3 separate regions of the Mus musculus genome follow, and all the other regions are linked to region 2. A link is a contact called in public HiCAR-type and HiChIP or PLAC-seq data. All regions are on one chromosome and are shown on one strand. The core of a region is the stretch at or near the end of the contact, and the rest is flanking DNA. Distances in the headings are between cores, read along the strand shown. Region 1 has its middle 120 kb from the start of Gm26685. Region 2 overlaps Dpt (dermatopontin). Region 3 overlaps Gm51669 (a long non-coding RNA gene).

Region 1 (3,313 bases), core at 508-3,007, 190 kb before region 2:
TGAAGCATGAGCACAGGAGGCTTGCGCCTCACACAGAACAGATTGAATCACCCAGGAATGCTTGCTATAGTTCTGGAATTTTCCTTTCTCATCTCAGTAAGTGTGGTGGTTTGAATAAGAATGGTCCCCATAGGTCATATATTTCTATGCTTAGTCACTAGGGAGTTGCAATATTTGAGAAGGATTAGTAGGCGGGACCTTGTTGAGGTAGGTGTGGCTTTGTTGGAGGAAGTATGTCACTCTGGGCAGGCTTTGAGGTTTCAAACACCCAGGCCAGACCCAGCCTTTCCCTCCTTCTACCCCATCCTCTCTCTCTGCAGATCAGAACGTAGTTCTCCAGCATCACGTCTGCCTACATGCCACCATGCTCCCTGCCATGGTGATAATTAACTAATCCTCTGAAGGTGTAAGCAAGCCACCAATTAAATGCTTTCTCTTTTGAGAGTTGCTGTGGTCTTGGTGTCTCTTTACAGCAATATAACAGTGACCAAGGGAGTGAGTTACTTGATGTATGGGCATAGTTGGCATTAGAGAAAACCGAGGAACATGTTATAACTGACACAATATATTTGTCAGCACTGTAGGAAACATGACCATTGTGCACACAGTCTTGGTGCCAATACTGATATATCATAGAAATTGGAAAGGCAGGGAGGCAGTTTTAGTGCCTGCCAATCTCCAACCCTTCTCTTTGCAATGTTACCTGCAACTCCCTGCACCTCTCTGGTATTCTTTTCCCTGTGGGCTATGATACCATGGTTAACAGCAAACTCTTGGGTTGAGTCCATCTACACAACAGTTTCGTATATGGCTTAGACAGGTTCTTTTTTTTTTTTTAAATCTTATTTTCAAAGAAAAACCTTTTCAAGATGGAGAAGGTTGAGTCTGAAGGTGAAGTTTCAGGTACTCTGAAACAGATTTCATTTTCAGTGCCACTCAAATCACATCACGCATATAAAAATCTTTGCATCGTATCTGAGTTAGGAGGGTTACACCCAAGAGCTAAGAGCAGAGCCTTACTGGGCAATTATGGACATGCATTTAGTGGTAAAGTGTCAGTGTCTTGGATGTTTGAGGAAAAGACTCAATTACTACTTTCTTGGGAACACAGAGATTATTTTTGGCTTTCGACTAAGTAGAGGAAGATTTCTGAAGGCCCCCAGCAGCTAATCTGATCACCTGTGGTTCTGAGCACATTGTTATGACACACTAGTTACATTTGGTTTGTAAGGTACTTACATAGGGAAGTCTGTTATGTGGCTGACCTCATGCCTTGTGGTTAGTGATTCACCACCCTACACCATCATCACTCCTATCCTTAGGAGAAAAGACAGGCTGAGAAGGAAGTAGACTTGACTTAACTTATTCCTAATAAGTATCACTTAAACCGTTTAATGGATTCATTAAAGTATCGATGTCAAACAAACAAACAATAAAGCTTAGAACATATTAATTACAACTGTGCTGAAACAGATGATATTTAAGAATTCAAGCCAGTGTTTACTCACGTACTTTGGGAAACAAAACAAATGGATGGATTTTCATGTCTTTTAAAAATTTTTATTTATTTTTATTTCTTATATCAGGAATAGAAAGAGAAAATCAATTCAAAAACTGGTACTGTATGAGACAGAGTGCCTGGAATTGTGTTTAAAAGATCATGTAGTATGGGGACATCATCCTAGGTCTATTCACTTCAATTTTCTTCATAACATATCACTACTGACAGTTCACATTTTCCTGTTCAACATTATCATACAAGATGAGTAAGAGTATGGGTCTCTTCCAACATGACTAATGGGCCACAGAGCAGGACCAGCCCTAAAAGGTTTGCTTCGTCCACATGTACAGTATTTAAACGACAAGTATCTCGATGCTCTCCTAGTATCATGTATACTTTACATATACGTATATATGTATATATACATGATACATACATCCATATACATGCATATACATGTTGTACATATATACATATGCATTTATATACACAGTATATATGTATAGTATATACACAAATGTATAAGTATATATATATATATATATATATATATATATATATATATATACACAGATACAGATGTATGTATACAATGTATAAATATACTACACATGTGTATACTATATGTATACATGTATGTGCATGTAGGAGGAGAAATTCCACACATAGAGATGACTGTCCTTCATGCTCTCAATACTCTGGTTGGTGGCTCCTGGGTGGTAGAAACAGAAATTTGTCTAGATCAGAAAAGGCCTAGAGTTTACCAACTCAGGCTCACAGCTTCTATTTTACCAAGTCCAATTCTAGAATAACTTTCTCTGAAGCCGATGCATTTTGTGTGCTGCACTGGCTAATATCTTCATTATTTTTCCCTGTTGTAGTTTCCCCATGACTACAAACCTTGCATTTCATAATAAGCCTGGAATTTCCTAGTGTGCTCCCTGGAGCCATGGGAGGTTTGCCTGGGGCTGCCAGGGACGATGAAGATTACGCCGGTTACATAGAGAAGTAGATTAAAGCCATCCATCCCTACTTTTAACCAGAGAAATTATTTTTTTTACATATTTTATGTACTGTCTGTTTCTTAAATAATGATAAAAACATGAATGTCATTAATCTTTGGTATCATTATTTGGCTAAGAAAAATCCCAGATACTACAATGGAATTTTGAACATTTGGGTGTTGTGATAGGCACTTCAAATTTTAATGTTCAACTCACAGTATTTGGCCCTTGTGCATTATAATACAATTAATTATGTAATATTACTTTACAAATAAAGAAAGATAATAGCATGCCTTTGCTTAGTTCTCCTGTAATCTCAAAGGGTGATCTGTACCAAGAAAAACATCAGAATGCATCTATGCTCTTTCCTAGACTTTAAAAATAAGTACAGCTTGTAGAATAATATAGGTTGTAACATGGAAGCTTTAAACTAGCTATATTAATTTGCTTTCTGTTTCTGTGATAATTACCATGACCAAAAGTAATTTGGGAAGGAAGTAAGGATGGCACTGCCCACCTTAGGCTGGGTCCAACTATATCAATCATCAATGAAGAAAATACCTACAGACACACTCATAGGCTAGGTTATTCAAGCAATCCCTTAATTAAGACCCTCTCATATAGCTCTGAGCTGTGGCAAGTTGAAAGCTGAAGTGAACTAGAAACTAGAGAAACAGGCTTTGTGTAACACTTGTTCACAATGATGGCTTTTAGTTATGATTAAAGTCCTGAGCCTGAGTCATTGAAGCTGTATGCCCAGCTGAAGTCTGTCTTTTATCAATGTAGCAAAAACCAAACAAACAAAAAA
Region 2 (3,454 bases), core at 682-3,181:
ACCACTTGGCTTTTTCACTTTTAAACTACTTCGTGTATATGCATGCATACCTGTGGTGATTCAATATGCTTGGCCCAGGGAGTGGCACTATTAGGGGGTGTGGCTTATTGTGCTTGATCCTTTTAACAGCCCTGCATGGTGAATGGACAGCTATGTTCTACCTTCCCCACACTGACATGCTGCTAAGCCCTGTCCTTGGTACCTTCTCTTACGTCACTTTAGCTGACTTGAATTAAATGGTGGAACTAGACACATGAAAGGATGAACCTTTCCACCTACATGTGTGTGTGTGTGTCTGTGTGTGTGTGTGTGTGTGTGTGTGTGTGTCTATGTGTGTATCTGTGTGTCTGTGTGTCCAGGCACCATGGAATCCTAAGGAGACCATTAGATCCCTTAGATGTAGATCTATAGGAGATTGAAAGCTACCCTATGTGGGTGCTGAGAATTGAACTTTGGTCCTCTGCAGGAACAGTAGGTGCTTTGAATCACTGAGACACCTCCCCAGTCCTGTGTGTTTGTCTGACACAAGTTTTATATATCCTTGGCTTGTCTAGGACTGCCTTTGTAGATCAGGGATTCTTCAAACTTTCAGCAGACATTTCCTGTCTTTGTATCCTGAGAGTGCTGGGATTGCAGGCATGCTCCAATGCAGCCTCCTTCCCTTCTACATTGAAATTCTCTCTGCAGCATGCATGAGAAGCCTGTCAAGTGAATGTCTGGCACCTCTGTATTTTCGAGCATTTAGAGACTCAGAAATAATATCATTCCGGGATAGAAAAACAAAATCATCACCAACTCCCAGATGCATGTGGGATTTATTTGTTTGGTGGGAGCCAAGGTGCTGTTCTGATTTCAGCGTGATATCTCTCTGGATATCACAACATCACTGAAACCTGGCAAGAAAGTAAATTCCTGCTCGATGCAGGCATGCCATTTCTAATCGGTTCCCACTGGACTAGATGAGTATGTAAATGCAACACATATTTATTTAGCTGGAAGAATCCAAATTTGTAGTCCAATGGTCTGTTAACAGCCAACACATGTCACCAAAAGGGCGGCAAACAAGACTACGGAGACCTTTTGCCTCTTCCACTGTCCTCAAACAGCTCCAGCTCCTCCAGGTCACATCCCAGTCAGTCGGCCTGCTGGATGGAAGCTGCGCATATGCATCCTGGGACCGAGGGGTTTGAATTTAGGAACGTGTTCGCTTCTTTATTGTTTTGCCTAATGATCCTTCTCTGGATCTATGACTGATCAGTAGGTTTGTAGAATGATCTGCTTGGACACAGTCACTTGTTTAAATGACCTTTACATTGCCTTTCACTGTCACTGGCTTTCTGTGACACTCAAACTCAGCATTCTCCATCATTTCCCCCCTGACTTCCCCATCATGTCCAGTTTATAAGGCAGAGAGTAGCTTCGCTTAATTCCTGGACATTCCTAGTTCTCAACAACAAAAGTCAGTTAAAGAGAGCATTTGTCTCTTCTCTTCCACTGTGAATAATCCAGTCAAAGAAAATCTTTGTGAAATCGGGCACCTTTGTTCTGATTTTAACACTAGATGAGGTTTCTTGGCAAGACCATTCCTGTGATGCTGTGTCCAAGTCAGGAATGAGCTCATAGGCCTTCCGTCAGGGAGTCTGTCAGCCTGCCCTGGCTGGCTGGTCTCCTGTAGCATGTTTCCCAGAGGCCTGATAAAAAGAGGAACTGTACACACTGATGGCTCTGAGCTAGCATAGGAGCTATTATTGCAGAGATGGAAGCTCCTATATCTTGATAAAATGAATCTGGATGTTAGTGTTTAAGAGGGCACACTGCATGTGGGTACTCCTGTTTTTCACAAGCAGCCACCACCCTGCCCTGTGTACACTCATTCTGGAGAACCACAGCTCCCCTGAGCCTGCGCAGAATCAATTGTCCCTTTCCTCAGCTGGAGCAGCTGTCACAGTTACTGTCCCCTATTTATAATGTTGGCATCTATTTGCGCATATAGGAGATACTCCGTTTTGTGTTCAGACTTCAAACGCAGACACTTCAAAGATGTGTCTGATTGTCAGAGTATCAGCTCACCCAACCTGAGCCACTTAGAACAAAGCAAACCTGTCAATCACAGCCAAGTCCACTTCAATCCACAGGACTCTAGAAGACATCCTTCATTTCTTTATCCAATTAGTTACTAAATGTGAAAGGATAGAAAATATGTATATTTCACAGATTTAGGAGAAGTTCTGAACCATGGCTATTATATTGATTTATTTAGTGATATCATCCTTGTGCTCGTGGAGACCATGAGATATGGAAGCTGTGATGCTCTTCAAAAGAGTGAGCTTGATTCAGAAAGGTCCAGCCACTTCTAGATCCCATGTTATGTGTATAGTGTACAGCCACTTACCTTTATCACAGGAAGAAAATAAGAATACAGATCAAGTGTTAGGCAGCAACACAGCAGACATCTAATGGCAAAGTGAAGGAGGGGGGGGTGTTTGCTTTATTTGGAGGGAAGGAGAAGTTGGAGGTGAAACTGTCCTTGTTGATGTACAGCTCAGGGTAGCCAGGCTTATGACTGTCAACAGTAATCAAAACAAATGTGACCACTGCCGACCAGCCCTGGGCTTGAAGCAAGAGCTCGAGGCTCCCTTCCAAAACAGCAATTTGAAAAAAGTTCAGGGACTTTCCTCTTCTAATTTAAGTCACAGACATCCTGAGAACTGTGCTTCCGCTGTGTGGTGATACATATCTGAACCGTTTGAAATAGAAACCCCCAAATGCCACAGAGGATAGACACTAACATTTTATGTTCCCTCTCACAGCCCAGGTTCCCAGAATTCAGTCTGTCGACACAGACAAGGGCACTAATGTGACTGTAGAGGACATGGCATGTGGTCCTATTTGGCCAATGCCCAGCTCTCTGGGAGGGACCAAGACACCTGCTTCTTTGCCCCTGTCTATTTATATTTATTTTTTAATGTAAGTCCATTTGGGTTTTGTTGTAGTAAACATTTAACCTCAATTGAGGGTTTCTACCCCGTCTTTGATCATTCAGTTCTCAGATAAAGGACACACAACCTTTATATTTATATCCCCAATGAAGGATCTAGAGAAAAGACCCAAGGAGCTAAGGGGTTTGCAGCCCCATAGGAGGAGCAACAATATGAACTAACCAGTAACCCCAGAGCTCCCTGGGACTAAACCACCAACCAAAGAGTATACATGGAGGGACTCATGGCTCCAGCTGCTTATGCAGCAGAGGATGGCCTTGTTGGTCATCAATGGGAGGAGAGGCCCTTGGTCCCATGAAGGCTTAATGCCCCAGTGTAGGGGAATGCCAGGACAGGAAAGCGGAAGTGGGTGTGTTGATGAGCAGGGCGAGTGGGAATGGGATAGGAGGTTTTTGGAGGAGAAACCAAGAAAGGGGATAACATTTGAGATATAAATAAAGAAGATATCTAATAAA
Region 3 (3,318 bases), core at 218-2,717, 220 kb after region 2:
ATAAAGAGCACACACATGAGCGCACACACACACATATTACTGCACAATGTGCATCAGCTTCGGCTCCCATGGTTTCCTCAGTGGGCTGGGTCACTGTGAGCATCAACACTGACCATGGGACTAGAAGTGCAGAATTCCCATGATTCTTCTCCCTGCCTTATATATTTTCTCTTCCAAACAATTCACTCTTAATAATCCCTTGTGTGTGCACACTCTACCCCATACACACACACACACACACACACACACACACACACCAGTAATTAATCACAATCAACTGTGGAGCACTGATAAGTGATCTGCCTGAAGCCAAGTGACCTTACCAGCTCCATCACTTCTACTTCAGTGGACACTTCCCCTCACATGGAATTGTTTGGTGACATTCATGGAGCAAAGGGCATCTTTTAATTTGTCCTGAAAGTGAACCTAATATAAGGTGTTTCCCATATCCAACATCTCTCAAATGAAGCCCCATTCTTCTGGGCAAGAAGGGTCTTCCAGGATCTTACCATCCTTGCATCTCCCATCAGGGGACATATCTCACTCAACATGGCACATCAAATCCCAAGTCTCTCACCTTTCTATATGGCCTATGATAAGTATATCATGTTTTTGTTCTGTGTGTGTGATATGTACATCTATGTGTGTATGTGTGTGTTTTATGTATGTCCAGGTGTGTGTGTGTGTCTGTGTGTCTGTGTGTCTGTGTGTCTGTGTGTGTCTGTGCCTGTGTGTGTCTGTGTGTCTGTGTCTGTGTCTGTGTCTGTGTCTGTGTCTGTGTCTGTGTCTGTGTCTGTGTCTGTGTCTGTGTCTGTGTCTGTGTCTGTGTCTGTGTCTGTGTCTGTGTGTGTTTAAGCCAGACATTGGTGCTAAGTATCCTCCTTGATTACTCTCTACCTTATACACTGAGACAAAGTTTCTCACTTGAACCCAGAACTCAACAATTCAACTAGTTTAGTTAGAATTTTTACTCCAGGAATCCTCTTTCTCTGCCTCCCAAGCATCACTGAGGTAGGTAGGTCTCCACACACACACACCCAGTGTTTACATGGATGCTAAGAATCCAAATTCCTCCCATTCTCATCTTTATTCAGCAAGCGCTTTACCTCTGGGCCAGCTCCCAGTTCCCTGTGGCAGTAAACTTACCATACTGAGAGGCCACGTGGCTCTCCTGCATCACAGTCTAAAGCCTAGAAAGGTACAGAAGGTGTCTTTAGCTGAGGACTAATTACCTTTTAGAAACACAGTCACTGTGAGAAGGTCATAGGAAGGGACCACGCCTATCCAAGCTCATCAGTAGCCCAAGCCCAGGTAGGGCCTCTGAGTGTGTTCAGGCCCTAGGATGCTTACATCTGGCCAACAGTTATGAGCAGAGAATTTTTGTCCTGTTCTTCTTGAGTACCTAAAGCCTGCCAAGTCCTTAGAGTGGTTGTGTCCATCCCCTGCTCAGTCTGAAGGCAAGCTGCAGGCAGCCATCTGTTCCAGGAGAAAGAGTGCCACCTGCTGTCTCTGAACCCTCTCTGCCTGAAGCAGATAGATAGATAGATAGATAGATAGATAGATAGATAGATAGATAGATAGATAGATTCAACGCTTACTAGTTGAAAGTTGTAACCTCTCACTTGTTTGCTTTTTTCTTTCTTTCTACTTTATTTTGAGAAAAGGCCCAGTGAACTGCTGGTTCACCTTCAAACTCACGATCCATTTCATGCTGGCTTGGCTAACAGGCATACCCTATGACACCTCTCCACCCCCACTCCCACCCACCCCCAGATAAGGACTTTATTTCCAATCACGTCTAATAAACAGATGAGATGTAGAGTAAATGGTTTTGCAGCCAGTTCGGGTCCCTGGTGTTTCTGGGTGGTCATTTTTTTGAAACAAAAGAAAGCAGATCCAGTTGTGGTCTCTACTTGTCCTTGCTGTTACCCCACCGCTGATAAAGGACCTCGAGAGCAGAGGTGCAACTGATTAGGTTTGGACAGGAAACACATACACACAATGCCTCGATTTCTACCAGAAGAGGCGTCACAGCCCGCAGAGCCTCATGGGACCACTGTAACTCACACTCAATGTCTGTAAGGTGGGAATAATAAAAAGGATTTACTTATGGAAAATCCTCATGTCATTGAGGATTAAATTTCACATGTCATAAGGAAGCTATCTGCTGAACACAACAGCCACTCTTTCTAGAAGCCTCACCTCTACCACAGATCTGTGCTCCTTCCTCACTTGGCCCTCAGTGTTGTAACAGAGCCTACATTTACTGGGAATGGTGATTTAATTAGTTAGGGAAGTGATTTCATAAAGCAAGCTGTTGATGGCAACAGAAGAGAACAGAAAGGAAAAAAGCCCTCAAGGAAATCGACAGGTGCTCAGCTAAAACGCAGGAGTAATGATTTGGAGAAGGAGCCAGGGACTGAGTGCCAGTGGGGGCAGGTTTCCTTTCAAAGCCTGGGAGGCAAGGGAGAATCTCATTATTTCATTTCGGTAGGAAATGGTCATGAGGCAGAACATGGGCTCTGTGTTCTGCTCACAGGTCTTATCCATGCAGCTTTGTCCATGGACATTGGGCCAATTTCCTCTTTGAAAAAGGAAGGCAGAGTTACTGTCCTAGAAGGGTACCAGCTCCAACCCACCCTCCCAGGCTCTTTGCAAGCTCTGCCTGCCAAAGGATGCTTGTCATGTGTACTTTTCCAACCTGCACAGAGCCAGCAAGTGGCTGAGACTTCCTGTGCGGGTCCTAGGTTGGCAATGTGAAGGTGACAGCTCACCCCAAGCCCCAGGGCAGAAAGAGGCCACGGGAGAAGGCACTTCTGCCACAGAACGTGTACCTCCCTTCAGGGTTCATCTTATCTTCTGATGACGAGCAAGCAAAGGCAACTAGTCTCTCTGTGGGTGTAGTTGTCACGCACACTTGGCAGGGAGGGGGATTTAGGAGAATGTTCACTCTCATGCCCAGGCCACCCTGTACACTGGAGCACCAGAACTTTCTTTGCTAGACATCAAGGACATCTGTTAGCTAGGCAGTGAGCAGGGGGTCTAGCAGGTAAGCCATCTGGACACACTCAGAAGGGGTGAGTCTGTTTTCTCATCAACTACATGGCTTCATTGCCCACTAACACCCTAAATAAGCAAAGATAGTCATTGAGCAGAATGCTGATGCCAACTAGGATAGCAACGTGTATGAAGCAATGAAGCTTGCAGGTGCTTTTAAGGGGGACTCTCAGCTCTCACAGCGTCAGTCTACAATATCGTCCTGTTTTGCCAGAATCAAACAACGGTGAAATGACTTCATGACAAGGCACGGGCAGACAT

Evidence for each region. HiCAR-type assays count read pairs that join an accessible place to other places. HiChIP or PLAC-seq counts read pairs in DNA pulled down with a chosen protein or histone mark.
Region 1: a contact with region 2 is called in a HiCAR-type map of fibro-adipogenic progenitors, with 2.4 times the contacts expected there. The contact joins two enhancer-like sites. A contact is called at or near these places in 2 of 484 Hi-C or Micro-C datasets (the 3T3-L1 cell line and embryonic fibroblasts) and 3 of 115 datasets of contacts at active chromatin or transcription factors (fibro-adipogenic progenitors, heart atrium and pancreatic cancer cells).
Region 3: an H3K27ac HiChIP or PLAC-seq map of regulatory T cells shows a contact between it and region 2, with 4 times the contacts expected there. The contact joins two enhancer-like sites. A contact is called at or near these places in 4 of 39 promoter capture datasets (the 3T3-L1 cell line, cranial neural crest and embryonic stem cells), 3 of 484 Hi-C or Micro-C datasets (cerebellar granule neurons, embryonic fibroblasts and liver) and 1 of 115 datasets of contacts at active chromatin or transcription factors (regulatory T cells).

Annotation. Positions count from the first base shown.
Region 1 is chr1:164,621,369-164,624,681 of GRCm38.p6, forward strand. No RefSeq gene overlaps it. Among named protein-coding and RNA genes, the nearest start is that of Gm26685, 120 kb to the left of the region's middle. Within about 2 kb of position 1,758, at least 26 of the 459 cell types and tissues checked have an H3K27ac peak or open chromatin away from gene starts, as enhancers often do. A contact at or near this core is called in fibro-adipogenic progenitors, where this site is marked.
Region 2 is chr1:164,812,815-164,816,268 of GRCm38.p6, forward strand. The region is part of intron 2 of Dpt (dermatopontin); the gene reads left to right. Among named protein-coding and RNA genes, the nearest start is that of Gm32569, 9.6 kb to the left of the region's middle. Within about 2 kb of position 1,932, at least 89 of the 459 cell types and tissues checked have an H3K27ac peak or open chromatin away from gene starts, as enhancers often do. A contact at or near this core is called in fibro-adipogenic progenitors and regulatory T cells, where this site is marked.
Region 3 is chr1:165,034,429-165,037,746 of GRCm38.p6, forward strand. All of the region lies in intron 5 of Gm51669 (a long non-coding RNA gene), which reads right to left. Among named protein-coding and RNA genes, the nearest start is that of Gm51669, 25 kb to the right of the region's middle. Within about 2 kb of position 1,468, at least 14 of the 459 cell types and tissues checked have an H3K27ac peak or open chromatin away from gene starts, as enhancers often do. A contact at or near this core is called in regulatory T cells, where this site is marked.